Regions from separate parts of the Mus musculus genome. Here region 2 is linked to region 1. The links are chromatin contacts, called in public promoter capture Hi-C maps. All regions are on one chromosome and are shown on one strand. The core of a region is the stretch at or near the end of the contact, and the rest is flanking DNA. Distances in the headings are between cores, read along the strand shown.

Region 1 (5,586 bases), core at 700-3,199:
CAGGAGCTCTCGAAGACTGGTGAGTAACTCCTGGGCTGGAGATTCCTCAGTCTGAGTACTGCCTGCGCTATGGCGGAGTGGGGGCAACATCCGTGACGCATTTTGCAGCACAAAGTGTGTGATCTCTATACCACCAGCGCCACTTAGGAGTACATAGATAGCATTGTGGAAATGGTGCGAACGCTGTGGCTGCAGGAGGTCGTGGAGCTCATCTAGCAGCGCAGGTGGCAAGAGTTCAGCCTCATCCAGGACCAAGAGAGGGGTCTTCTCCTCGGCCTCAGCCTGTGCCACCACATCTGCCACTCGCTGTGCCAGCTCCTTCCGGCAGTCCTGAACCGGGCGTGGCTCTGGACAGTGATATCGTGCATGGTACTGCAGAACCAAAGCACCATCTTCCAGCACTGCGCGAAAGTGGCGCGCCAACAGACGCCCCACGTGACTCTTGCCTACACCACTGGGCCCGTGCAGTGCCAGGAGCAAGGGATGACTGTGCACATGTGTAGCCAGGTAGTCTCGCAGCAGGGCCATGATGCGGCCCACAGCAGCTGGCTGTCCAAACACAGAACGCTGCAGCGCCTTCTCCAGCCCGTCGAGGTCGTAACGTTGTGCATTATCGTCTAGATTCTCAATGGCGTTGAGAACCTGGAACCCCACAATGGCTACAAGAAGCAGCAGACAACGCTGTGCACGACTCTGCCGCTCTGTGCGGGGTCGGCACTTCCGTGAGGTTTCTGGGTAGAGAACTACCCGACTACGCCTGCGCCTCTTGCGGGGTGTCCTAGAAGTCAGCTCTGTCAGGCTGTCGAAGGTGAAGAATTTAGGTTGGTCTAGGTCGGCACGTAGAGTGCCCAAGCTGCCGGTGGGCCCAAGTGTCCCTGTCCCAGAGTCCGGCTCAGTGCCTGGCTGCAAGAGGCGCCTCTTGCGCAGGACGCAGACTCGGCGGCGCAGACGGAGCACGGCGCGCACTGGCGCTATCACACATGGTCCCTTGGCCTGGGGCTCTAGGCTAGGATGGCTGCGGTCCATGGTTCAGGACCTATGCTGGGCATGTAGTTCCCCTCCCTGCAATAGAAAAATGGGAAGACTTCGTGAGTCCCCGATCTTACCCTCTTGGGGTTCCTTAAGGTACTTTCCGGCCAAATACTGGCCCCGCCTCGCTAGTTCCACTAACCAGGAAGCCCGGCTCTCAGCAGGAGGGCCCCAACGCATGCAAATCTCTTGGGTCCTCTCCGAAAAGGCCTAGGCTGTGAGGAAGTGCGGGGGTGGGGCGAGGTGTATAATTTATCATACTGTTGACCTCCCTCTTAGAGGAATAAACAGAAGGCTCGTTGTCACTGATTAGGGTTATAGAATGGTCAAATTGGACCCTGCACAAACACACCCAGCACCTATCAGACTGTCAAAGGCTTTACAGGTCCCAAGTAGGCACCTTGTTCCAGAGGACTCAGTACCCCTAAGAGTTGAGACTCTCCCCATACTTAGGACAGTTGGTGGAATATGCAGACAAACTTTCATGGTTTTGAGAATGGATTCTAGCACTGTCCCTAGTCACAACCTAGGCCTTCCAACCCACTCCCACCCTTAGCTCCCATCCAAGCCCAAATCTGGGGTCCCTCACCATCCTCCCAGAGAACACAAGAGCAGAAAAATGAACAAGAGCCGAGGAAGGATTAAAGCCTTGCCTCTGAGGAGGCTGGCCTGAAGCTCTCCATATCTGCAGCTACCTACCTGCAGCTGCGCAGGCTCCTCCAGCTCAGCCACTCCCTTCCAAGGCCAGGAGCCAGCAACTCAGGAAGCAGGAAATGCTAGTCTTCCACCCAATCGGTGAGGTGGGTGGGCCAGGGTCTGGCTGGCCCAACTCAGGCTTGAAGGGGTAACAACTTCTGCAGGTCCCCAGGGACAGGAACAGGGGAAGCTCTGGGGAGGTTTCCGCTTAGATGCAAAGGAAGTGAGTCAGGGGTGCTGGCAGGCGGAGCTTGGGCTGAACGGAACCACCAGTGGGGGCAGGTCTGGCTGACTGACCCAGAACCCCTATCCAGGGCACAGAGAGGGAGGAGCCCGTCCAGCAGCTCTTCCCATAGGTTCCCTGGACTCCTGAAAGCTCAGTCTGCCCTCTACTGACATCGCCTCTGCCAGGATACCCCTTTCCCTGACCCAGATAAACTGAGGAAGTGACCCAAAAGACCCTACTTAGTAAACTAGTAGAAAGCAGGTCATTTGCTCAGCGGGGTGCCTCTAATCCCTTTTCTTCTGTACTTCCCTTCCTTTCCCTTCTCTACCGCCCACCCTCCCCTTTGCCCATTCACCTGGACCTCTCATAGGGCAGGACCCAAGAAACAAAAGTTCTAGCGCTAGGGATAGAACCCCTTATGTCTCAGAGCCCTTGTGGAGTGGGAGAGCAGATAGAAAAATGTTCTTTGAGCAAGAACTGGGAGACAGAAAAGCTTTAGACTTTTCATGGCAACCTGTTTGCCTGCAGCCCTGCCCACCTCCATGCCCATTTATGCAGGAAGGGAAGTGCCTCAGACTCCTCCCATTCTGAAAGGGAGCTGGTTGCTTCCTTGGCCAGCCTGGGATCCTGAACTTTCCAGAACTCTCACAAAGTTTAGAGTGGCCAGAGAGGATAAGTGTTTCCAGAGCCATCTAAACAACTCAGCCTCACCCATGACCCCCCCCCCATCTACACTTCACAGACCGTGTAAAATATCAATGCACACAGCTGATTGAGCAGGCCCTAGAGGGAAGAGGCTCTTAGAAACCTTAGTTTTCTAGTCGAGAATTTCCTGACCCAAGGATACTGGGCCCTGGGGTCCTGGATCAGGCCCTGCAAGAAAGGGACAGGATAATCTTTAGGTAAACCCAATGCTGGCCAGCTACTTTTCCAAGAGGCTGATCTATCGAACTCTCTAGGGCCCAGAGTCCCATTCCGGAATAAGGAAAAGAGCTGATAAAGTGACCCATTCAGGGAACTCATGCCCCAGAGTTACTTTTTGCAAGGATAAGGCTTTGATAGACAGAAGGTTCACAAGCCTCAGTGCCCAATCCCTGGTCCCAACCCTACTGTAAAATCCAACCTCACCAGCCCCAAACCTGACCCTTCACCTACCACACCCTTTCCTTTCACAGCTCCTTGAAGGCACACTTGGCCCACACTAGCAGAATCCAGCCACACAGACCTTTTGTCTCTCCCAGGCTTCAGCCTCTAGCAGTCCTTCCCTCTGCCCAGTTACCCTGCCTGGCATCCAGTCCACTCACAGCTTCTGTTCTCAGCCCAGACCTTTCCTGTCTACCCCATGTAGCCCTAGTCACCATCCTAAGTGCATGAAAACAGCCCCAAGAGCCTTCCTGAAATGTCTGTGCTGTGTAAGTAGCAGCTGCCTGGATATGACAACCTCAAGTCCCAGTGTCATAAGCTTTTTACTAATGGATCACTGCCATCACCCCACAGACATGTTTCTTCCACTTTTAAAATAACCAAGCAAGCCGGGCACTTGGGAGGCTGACAAGTAGGTGGGGGATCTGTGACTCTGAGAACAGCCTGGTTTACATACCAAGTTCCAGGACAGCCAGGGCTACAGAGACCCTGTCACAGAAAATAATATAATAATAATAATACAGGAGAATCTAGCAGCACTTCCCCCAACTGAAGGCCTGTGTTTTTTTGACCTGTGACCTCTACACAGCTGGAAACTTAAGCAGCGCTCCTGTGGTCCCACAGTGATCTAGTTGTGGTGTCATTGGCTGAAGTCTCCCCCAGCCACCTAGAGGGTGGTGGAGGCTGAAAATTCAATCCACTGTGCTGTGCCTTCAAGATTGGTGGTTATGATCAAATGAGGTTGTAAAAATGTCACCTTGTCATTCCATGGCTTTAAAGAGAGAAAACAGAACCCATACATTTTCATTCCCTCCCTCCCTGCCCTTCCCCATCCCTCTCTGTCCCCTTCTCCCCCAATCACTGAGGTACCCTATGCCTCAGGCCTCTGTCAGAAAGGCTACTATCATTAAATTCATCCTGATCTTTGGACCAGGTTCTTGAGCCAAAATAAACACACTTTATGATTCATCTAGTCTATAGTGTTGCTTATAATAGAAAACCGTTCCTTCCCCTTCACTCAGCTTCAGGGATATATTCACTAGCCTGCCCCTCCCCACCTGGTGACATACAGCCAGATTCAGCCAAGGTACATACCATTCATTCACAACTGGGAAAAGCTAGGCACAGACTGGGGGCCCTGCAAACACCCACACCTGCCTAATCCCATCACAGCAAGAGAGCTTTCATTAGGCCTCAGACAGCTTCCCTGCTCAGCCACTCTGTCTTGGATGCCCAAGGCCCAGCTGGACTTTCCCTAGCCACCCAGCGATGTCTAAGCTGCCACAGGGCTGTAAAGTTTGATGTTCAGAATCACTCTGACTTAGGGCTTATCCTTGGTCCTCATAGCAATCCCTATCCCTCATTTTGAAAGACTGTACACAGAGATCAAAGCACTCTGAGAGGCCCTGAGATCTTCCAGCTAGGCCCTACACCAGGTTACTCAGCACAGAGGCCAAAGCACTGACTCTCCAGAATGTTACACCCTCCAGGCGTGGTGGCACACACTAGTCCCAGCATGTGGGAGGCAAAGGCAGGATCTCTCCAAGTTCGAGGATAGCCTAGCCTATACAATGAGTTCCAGGACAGTCGGAGACAGGTAGTGAGACCTAACATTAAAAAAAAAAAAAAAAAAAAAAAAAAGGAAGAAAGAAACGAAGAGGAGGAGGAAGAGGAGGAAGAGAAGGAAGAGGTGGTGAAGGTGGTCATGGCATCCACCACTGAACCCAGTCCCAGGACAAACAGATTCCTCACCATGGATTTATCAAAATCCGTTTTATTTACATAAGTGGAAAATTCAATGTGTACACCGAAACTCCCCTACTCAAAGGCTAAAACACATAGCTGGGGAAGGATTTGCTTTGTATTGCAAAGATAAACTGAGGCAGGGAGCTACAGGGCAGAGCTCTGCCTACAGATCTCAGTTAGCATGGACTCAGTCAGCACTGACATCAGCAGGCTCAGGCCTGCTGCAGACTCTCCCCCAGCTTCTGTGGAGGGTACCACTCCTGTGCTTGGGGATCAGGTCCAGCAAATCTACTTTGGTGAACCTAGCATACCTTGGACTTTGTGCAGATTGAATATCAGGTCAGTCAGGCCTCTGCCCACTGCTTTTCCTATATCCCAATCACCATCCACCTCTGCCAGGGTCAAGCAGGGGCCAAGTCCCACCATGACATCAAGGGCCCCCTATGATATGCAAGTAGACCACTGAGGGAGGACCTTTTGGGACCAGCTCCTGGGAGAAACTAGAGGAGGGAGAACCTTGCCAAAGAACACCCCTCTCAGCTCAGCCTACACCCCTAGCCAACTAGGTGCCCTTCCATAGGGCACCACTGTCAAACAGTTTCAGTTCTCCACAGCCTCACAGTGTGGCTGGAGCAGGCACGCTGGGAAGAGGCAGATCCAGTGCTGGTGTCTCTGCAGCTTGGGTAGGACTGGGCTTTCGATGGTCTAACTGCTCCAACTTCTCACCAAGCTGGGAGTAGAGCTCC
Region 2 (6,012 bases), core at 1,498-3,997, 230 kb after region 1:
TGCCCCGCAGCCAGGTCTATGAAGACCTTGAAAGCTGGTTCCAGGCTTGAACTCCTGCTGCTGGGAGAGGCTGGATGGGTGGGAGACTGATGTTGAAACCAAAGAGCTGGGCATCCAGGCTTTTGGTCACCATGGCACTACCCCAAGGCTTTTCCTGTTCAGTGAGCAGGAATTCAGGATATAAGGAGAAAACTGGGCTGAGATGCCCTGGTGGGCTTTAGAGTAGGGGCCCAGGATAAGAGACAATGAATTAATGAGGAGCATATGGGGAAGGTGGCTGAGGGTCCCTGACTTACCTTGACCCATGGCTGAAGGCTCCATGCCCATGGCTGGAGCTGGGACCCTACACTTCTATAGTCAAGGTGCTTAGCCTCAAGGTTGCAGATGCACCCTCTAGTACTCTGGGTGCAGACTGTACACTGGGCGCAGGGGGTTGTGGAAGGACAGTGCAGATGATTCTGGGCTTTTGACACCACAGTTCCCCCAGGGAAAGAGGCACTACTAATAAAAACACTGACAGAAATCTCCTGGTCAAGTCTGTTAGGCAGCAGAGCTCACCAGCCAGCTTCCTCTGCTCAATTCCCTCCGGCAGCCATTATTGGGTTTCTCGTTTCTGTCTGAGAGCCTTGCTTGAGTGGTACCTTACCAGGAACTCAAAGCCCACGGCAGGTACAGACCTGAGAACTGAGGTCAGACACAGCTGTGGCTGAGGTGCCACATGTCATAGGTCTCAGTGGGAGGTGTGTCCTGTGTGATGGGGTGTGATGTATCCGTTAGGGCTTTCACTGAAGAGCCTGCTGCAGGTGCCCACTGTGTTGGACTGGGTGGGCCAGGAGGAGATGAGAGGTGAGGCTATGAGTGTATGACAGATTGAGCTCCTGGGATGGGCTGGGGCTTGGGTTTGTCCGGGGATGGGGTGGCAGTACAGGCAGGAAGCTGCCCTCCCCCTGTGGTTTGTGGGAAAGGCCTAACCATGGCTTCCTGCCCTAATCTAGCCTCATGGGCTAACTGGAGAGAAGGAGCCTGAGCCTGGGGCTGGGTGGAGTCTCGTGTCCTCTCCCACCAGCCCAGGAGAGGAGCTGGGAAGTGTCAGGAAGCTTTAGCCCTCGATGACGGTTTGCATTCACTTTAAGAGCAAACTGCATGTCCCAGGCTGAATACCACACAGCCTCCCCCTCCTATTCATAGGCCGGGGAAACCCAAACTGGCCTGCAGTCTTCAGACACAGTCCTCAGGACCACAGCTAGTGGCTCTCTGCTGCCCCCTGCCTGCCATATTGGAGAAAATAGTCCTGTGACAGTATCAATAGGCCCACATTCAAACACTTCTAAGGACCCACCAAAGGCCAGGCTCTAAGAGCAGAAAGATGCTAGGCTTACATGAATATGGAGTAGGTGGGGAGGTGGGTGGTGTTGGGGTAGCAAGTAAACCTCTTATATAAGGGACAACCTGTCTTCTCAGTCACCCCTGCTTTCCAGCCCCTTTTGTGCAGTCTGGCTAGAGCAGGGAGGCCTGATCTGGTAGTCACAATGGATGACTGTGGTAAATTTTCACAGTTGTGATGTCTCAGCATCATTTTGAATATAAACCTAACTTTCTCAGGTCAGAATTAGGGCTCTCTGACCTGTAGCAGTTTCCGGTTATGCACACCCAGCCCTTCACGTGGTGTGTCTAGCTCTTCATACCTGGTAAGCATTTCTGCTGCCCTGCCCGCTGGGCATCTGCCTCACCTGCATGGAAATCGCAGGTGGACTGCAGTGACCCCAGGCATATGCACCTTACGTGTTCTAAATTCAGTTAAAACTATGTAAGAAATGTGTTTGGATGATACCCTGGACCTCAAAACAGCTGTCTCCACCTGCAGAGAGAGAGAGAGAGAGAGAGAGAGAGAGAGAGAGAGAGTATTTTGGACAGGGTCTCATGTTGCGCAGGCTAGCTTTGAATTCTCTATATAACCAAGGATGACCTTGAATACTTCATCCCTTCTGCCTCTGCCTTTTTGATGCTGGGATTACACGTGCGTGGTTGCTCTCTATTATTTATTTTATTGAGATATGGTCTCTCTATGTAGACCAGTGTGGACTTGAACTCACAAAGATCTGCTTTTCTCTGCCTCCCTGAGCTGAGCGCTGGGTTAAAGGTAAATCTGCCATGACCTGCTGTTGCTCTGCATTTTGATAATCTAGGTAAACGCCATTTCATCAGCAGGTGGTGGCTCGTCTATGAGGAACACAGAATGCTTTTGTGAAGGTGGTCGAACTACCGCAGTCCCTCTCATCAGGCTCCTCTTTAAAATATCTAAGTCACATCGTGTTGTTGCACCTCAAGCCGCGATGGGATTCTCCTAACGGACCAATGTCTCTCCTCTAAATGAGTGACTGACCCTGCTTCCTGTCTCTACAAGTGAGGAGGGTCAATCTAATGGTGACCAAGCCTCCTTCAGTTTTCCAAACAGGACAGTAAACACCTTGGGTACCCCTCTGCGTAAATCTCTCAATTGGAGACTCATATTTGGAATCTCCTGGGAGAAGCATAGGGTACCTGCGTTCTCCCTAGACCTCGGAAAGGTGCGAGCCGGGATCTTGGTTTAGATGGGGGCTGTGAGGGATCTTGGAAACACTGCATTATGGGTCCAGTGAGCAGCGAGGCCTAGTGCTGTGCGCAGGTGCAGGCGGGCGCGGGCGCCCCCTGGCGGCTACCCGGGCGCAGAGACGCCTTTAAGTGGGGGCGACGGGCGCGGGCGCGACGAGTCTCTGTAGCTGCGGCCGCCGGGGCGGAGCCTGCGAGCAGCAGGTCCTGGACTCTCGAGCGCCCCGCCCCCGCGCGGGCGATGCCGAGCGGCGCGGCCGGCAGCGGGGCCCGGCGGGGCGCGCAGAGGACAGGGCCGCGGCGCTGAAGCGGCGGAGCGCGGCCCGGCCATGGGCTTCCTGCACCAGCTGCAGCTGCTGCTCTGGAAGAACGTGACGCTGAAGCGCCGGAGCCCGGTGAGCGAGCCGCGCCCGCCCTTAGGGGCTCGCAGGCCGCGCGCCCAATTTGCCGGTGCGCTCTCCGCGTGCACGTGCAGTGTCCAGGCGCGCGCAGACCCCGGGAGGGCGCCACCGGAGACCCTGTTCGGGGCCGGACGATTCCGCGGGCTTCCGGGCCTCCGGCAGTGGGTTCGGCTGTGCCCTGGTCCGCTGACACTCGCAGCGCACGGCTGAGTCACGGGCCGGCGCCCTCCGCAGCGCTTTCTGGCAGGCTGGGGTGGGGGCAGGTGGTCCCTGGACTTCAGCTAGAGCTAGGTGCAGGTTCCTGGTCCAGAGCGCTAGCTGGGACACACCATTCAGCTTAGGGACTCAGAGCCCTGGTCCCATCATCTCTGGGGCCCCCATAGGAACCTGTCTTTTCATTCCCTTTACTGGTACTCTGCCCTTGGGCAAGCACCTTAGGCTGAAGCTGGTACCAAACAGCCTTCGCCGCCGCTGCTACCGCCCTCCTCCTCTTCCTCCTCCTCCTCCTCTTCCTCCACCACTACCACCACCACCACCACCACCACCTTCTCCTCCCTTCATCTCCTTTCCTAACCCATCCTGGCAAGTCACAACCCTTACTCCTGCTTTCTCATCCCTGGGAATGTCCTTGTTGTGTGGACTCAACCTGTTAAATCCCAGCACCCTTTGGGGCCAGTTTCTCCTGAGGCTGCTCCTCTGATTTCTCCTGCCTTGGGCCTCTCTTGGGGCTGGGTTCTGCTGAGCTTCTTAGTACCTGTCTAGGCCAGGCAGGGTATAAAGAGTGTTGGGGTACGAGTCCTGTGTGAGGAGCAGGATGCCAGGCACGGATGGCGTTTGCAGTGTTGGTTTTCATCCCAGTCCCTGGAAGAGCAAGGGCATCCAGAGAGTCCTGGGCCAGCAAGAGTGTCCGAGGGCCCTTGGGATTTTCCAGGATGGAGACAAGAGAGTGCAGGACCTAAAAGAAGGGCCTTAACCAGCTCATACCCAGGGACCCCTTGGGCAGCAACACTCCACCTATGTTCTTTGAGTACTTTAGATTCATAATAAGAAACTCTGGTCTGTAGGCAGGGTGGGTAGCAGTCATCACCACAGCCTGGCAGAATTCCCGTGGGCACCTGGCCCTGGCTGATTGCCAGGACTGGGTACATTCTCTGTTCTGGTTGGCTGGTGTGGGGTCTGAAGGGGCAGCCCTGTGACTATAGCTTTTGAGTCCCTGGGAAGAAGGGACACAGAGTGTATGTAGGCATGCCTTAGTGCTAGCTAGCCCAAAGTTGCTTATCAGGAACACCCCTCAGGGCTTGGGAATAGAGGCCACAACATAGTTCCTGCCACAGCAAGTTGGGAGAAGAGTCCAGCTGTGTGACAGTCAGTTGGAGGTGCCCGTTGCCTTTTCCCTAGGACTGACCCCTGCCTGTTATGTGGATCTGTTGGGTTTTCCTGAATTCGCATGCTTCAACATTCCCAGAGACCAATTAGACCACAGAGGAGATCCATAACCTATGGCTGAGCTACCAGCAGTGGCTGTCTTCTTCCAGGAAGACAGTTTTTGCTGGTGTCAGGGGTGTGCCCATGCAAAGCTTGTGATCTGGAGGGGACCTCAGGACTTCTGCCCTGCTTGCTTCCTTCGCTCAAGTACTACCCTGCCTTGTTGTAGGGACATGGGTAGTACATGGGACATGGGTCCACCCTGGCACCCTTAGGAGGATCACCAGTATAGAGTAGTTGTGGTGGAAGCTAACATCACACGTGGGTATCACCTGCTACCCTCCCCATCCCCCATCACAGCGAGCACAAGGCTGCTCAGGCCCAGGGTGAGCATGGAGATATTGGGGCAGTGTGGAAGCACGGGACTTGTCTTGAGAGACAGAATCCCTAGGTCACTTGCGGTCACCTAGGTAAGACAGGTAGCGCTGGACCTGTGCTGTGAGCCTGTAACCAGATGCCCCTCTGTTGCCCTCCGCCTCCCAGCTAGGACTCTTTCTCCCAGCAGCTCATGCGCAGCCGTTGCTATAGTGATAGGGGAGCCAGCCTGGCCTGCGCTGCAGTTACTCGGGCAGAGGTGCCCAGGGCAGGGCAGATGTGCCTGTGGTCGGGTAAGTGTGGGTAGGGCTGTCTCTTGAGCTGTGACCCCTGCTACTCTGTATGCGTGAGACACCGTGTCCTGCAGCCCTGGGTGTACATACCACCTCCTCAACTGGCCCTGGACTCCATCCTGGCTGGAGAGGAGGTGGAGGCTGGCACAGGCTGAGGCGGGTGAGGGTATAGACAACACAGCAGGGTGTTCTGATCACAGAGAGCTATTGTCAGCACAGTGGGCACAACCAGGGACAAGCTGGGCACGGACCCACACCACTCCTGGGAGGGGCTTCAGAGTCTGCTTCAGATGGTGACGAGGGTGAAGGAGACCTGAGGCGGAAGAGCCATGGAGGAGGACGGCTTCTGCAGGGCTGACCCTCTCTTTCCTGGGATCTTAGAGGCAGGAGCTCCCAGTCTATTTCCTGGACTTCCTCCCTGAGCTGAGGTGGGGGCAGGAATTGGTAAAGCCCCTTTTTCTCCACATGGTATGGGAGGTGAGTCTGGCCTCCCTTGGCAGCCTGGCCCTGGGAGGTTAGGGCAGGACAAAAGGCTTCTTGCCACAAGGACTATGTTAGCCAGAGGCTCAGTGCCCTGGTCACCTGCTGGGCCTTGCTTATACCAGGCCTCACCTCTCTGAGTCAGCACAGAGTTACAAGGCTGCTGCGGCAGAGGAGGTGAGAGATGGCGTAGGGGCTCCAGGCACAAAGAGGCCACATGTGGCCAAGATTGTACCCGTTTGTCCTATTGGTTGGGTCAATGAATGGGTCACGGTTGACAACAAACTGGCTGACTTTTGACCTCTTCAGAGAGTAGGCGGTCCATGCTTTGACAGGCACAACCTAGGGGCCCCATTTAGTGGTACCACATAGCACTCACCGTCTTGGTATACTGGGAGGGACTACAATCTTGGGTGGACCTGAGAAACCTGTGCTGACCCTTCATGGCC

What was found. Promoter capture Hi-C pulls out the DNA fragments that hold promoters and counts their contacts.
Region 2: a promoter capture Hi-C map of the HPC-7 cell line shows a contact between it and region 1. The contact joins the promoter of Abca2 here to the promoter of Tor4a in region 1. A contact is called at or near these places in 19 of 39 promoter capture datasets (the 3T3-L1 cell line, 3T3-L1-derived adipocytes, the C10 cell line and 12 more), 2 of 15 datasets of contacts at CTCF or cohesin (CD8 T cells and embryonic stem cells), 21 of 484 Hi-C or Micro-C datasets (B cells, CD4 T cells, the G1E-ER4 cell line and 13 more), 10 of 115 datasets of contacts at active chromatin or transcription factors (astrocytes, effector CD8 T cells, embryonic basal ganglia and 4 more) and 3 of 9 other capture datasets (adipose tissue, embryonic stem cells and liver).

Annotation. Positions count from the first base shown.
Region 1 is chr2:25,194,864-25,200,449 of GRCm38.p6, forward strand. Tor4a (torsin family 4, member A) reads right to left here and starts at 1,950. Exons shown (of 2, transcript NM_146115.4): 1 at 1,729-1,950; 2 at 1-1,062. The coding sequence starts at 1,026. It overlaps Nelfb (negative elongation factor complex member B), which reads right to left. Exons shown (of 13, transcript NM_021393.3): 13 at 4,849-5,586. The coding sequence ends at 5,457.
Region 2 is chr2:25,425,852-25,431,863 of GRCm38.p6, forward strand. It overlaps Abca2 (ATP-binding cassette, sub-family A (ABC1), member 2), which reads left to right and starts at 2,748. Exons shown (of 49, transcript NM_001368624.1): 1 at 2,748-2,984. The coding sequence starts at 2,919. Fut7 (fucosyltransferase 7) reads left to right here. Exons shown (of 4, transcript NM_001289453.1): 4 at 1-523. The coding sequence ends at 50.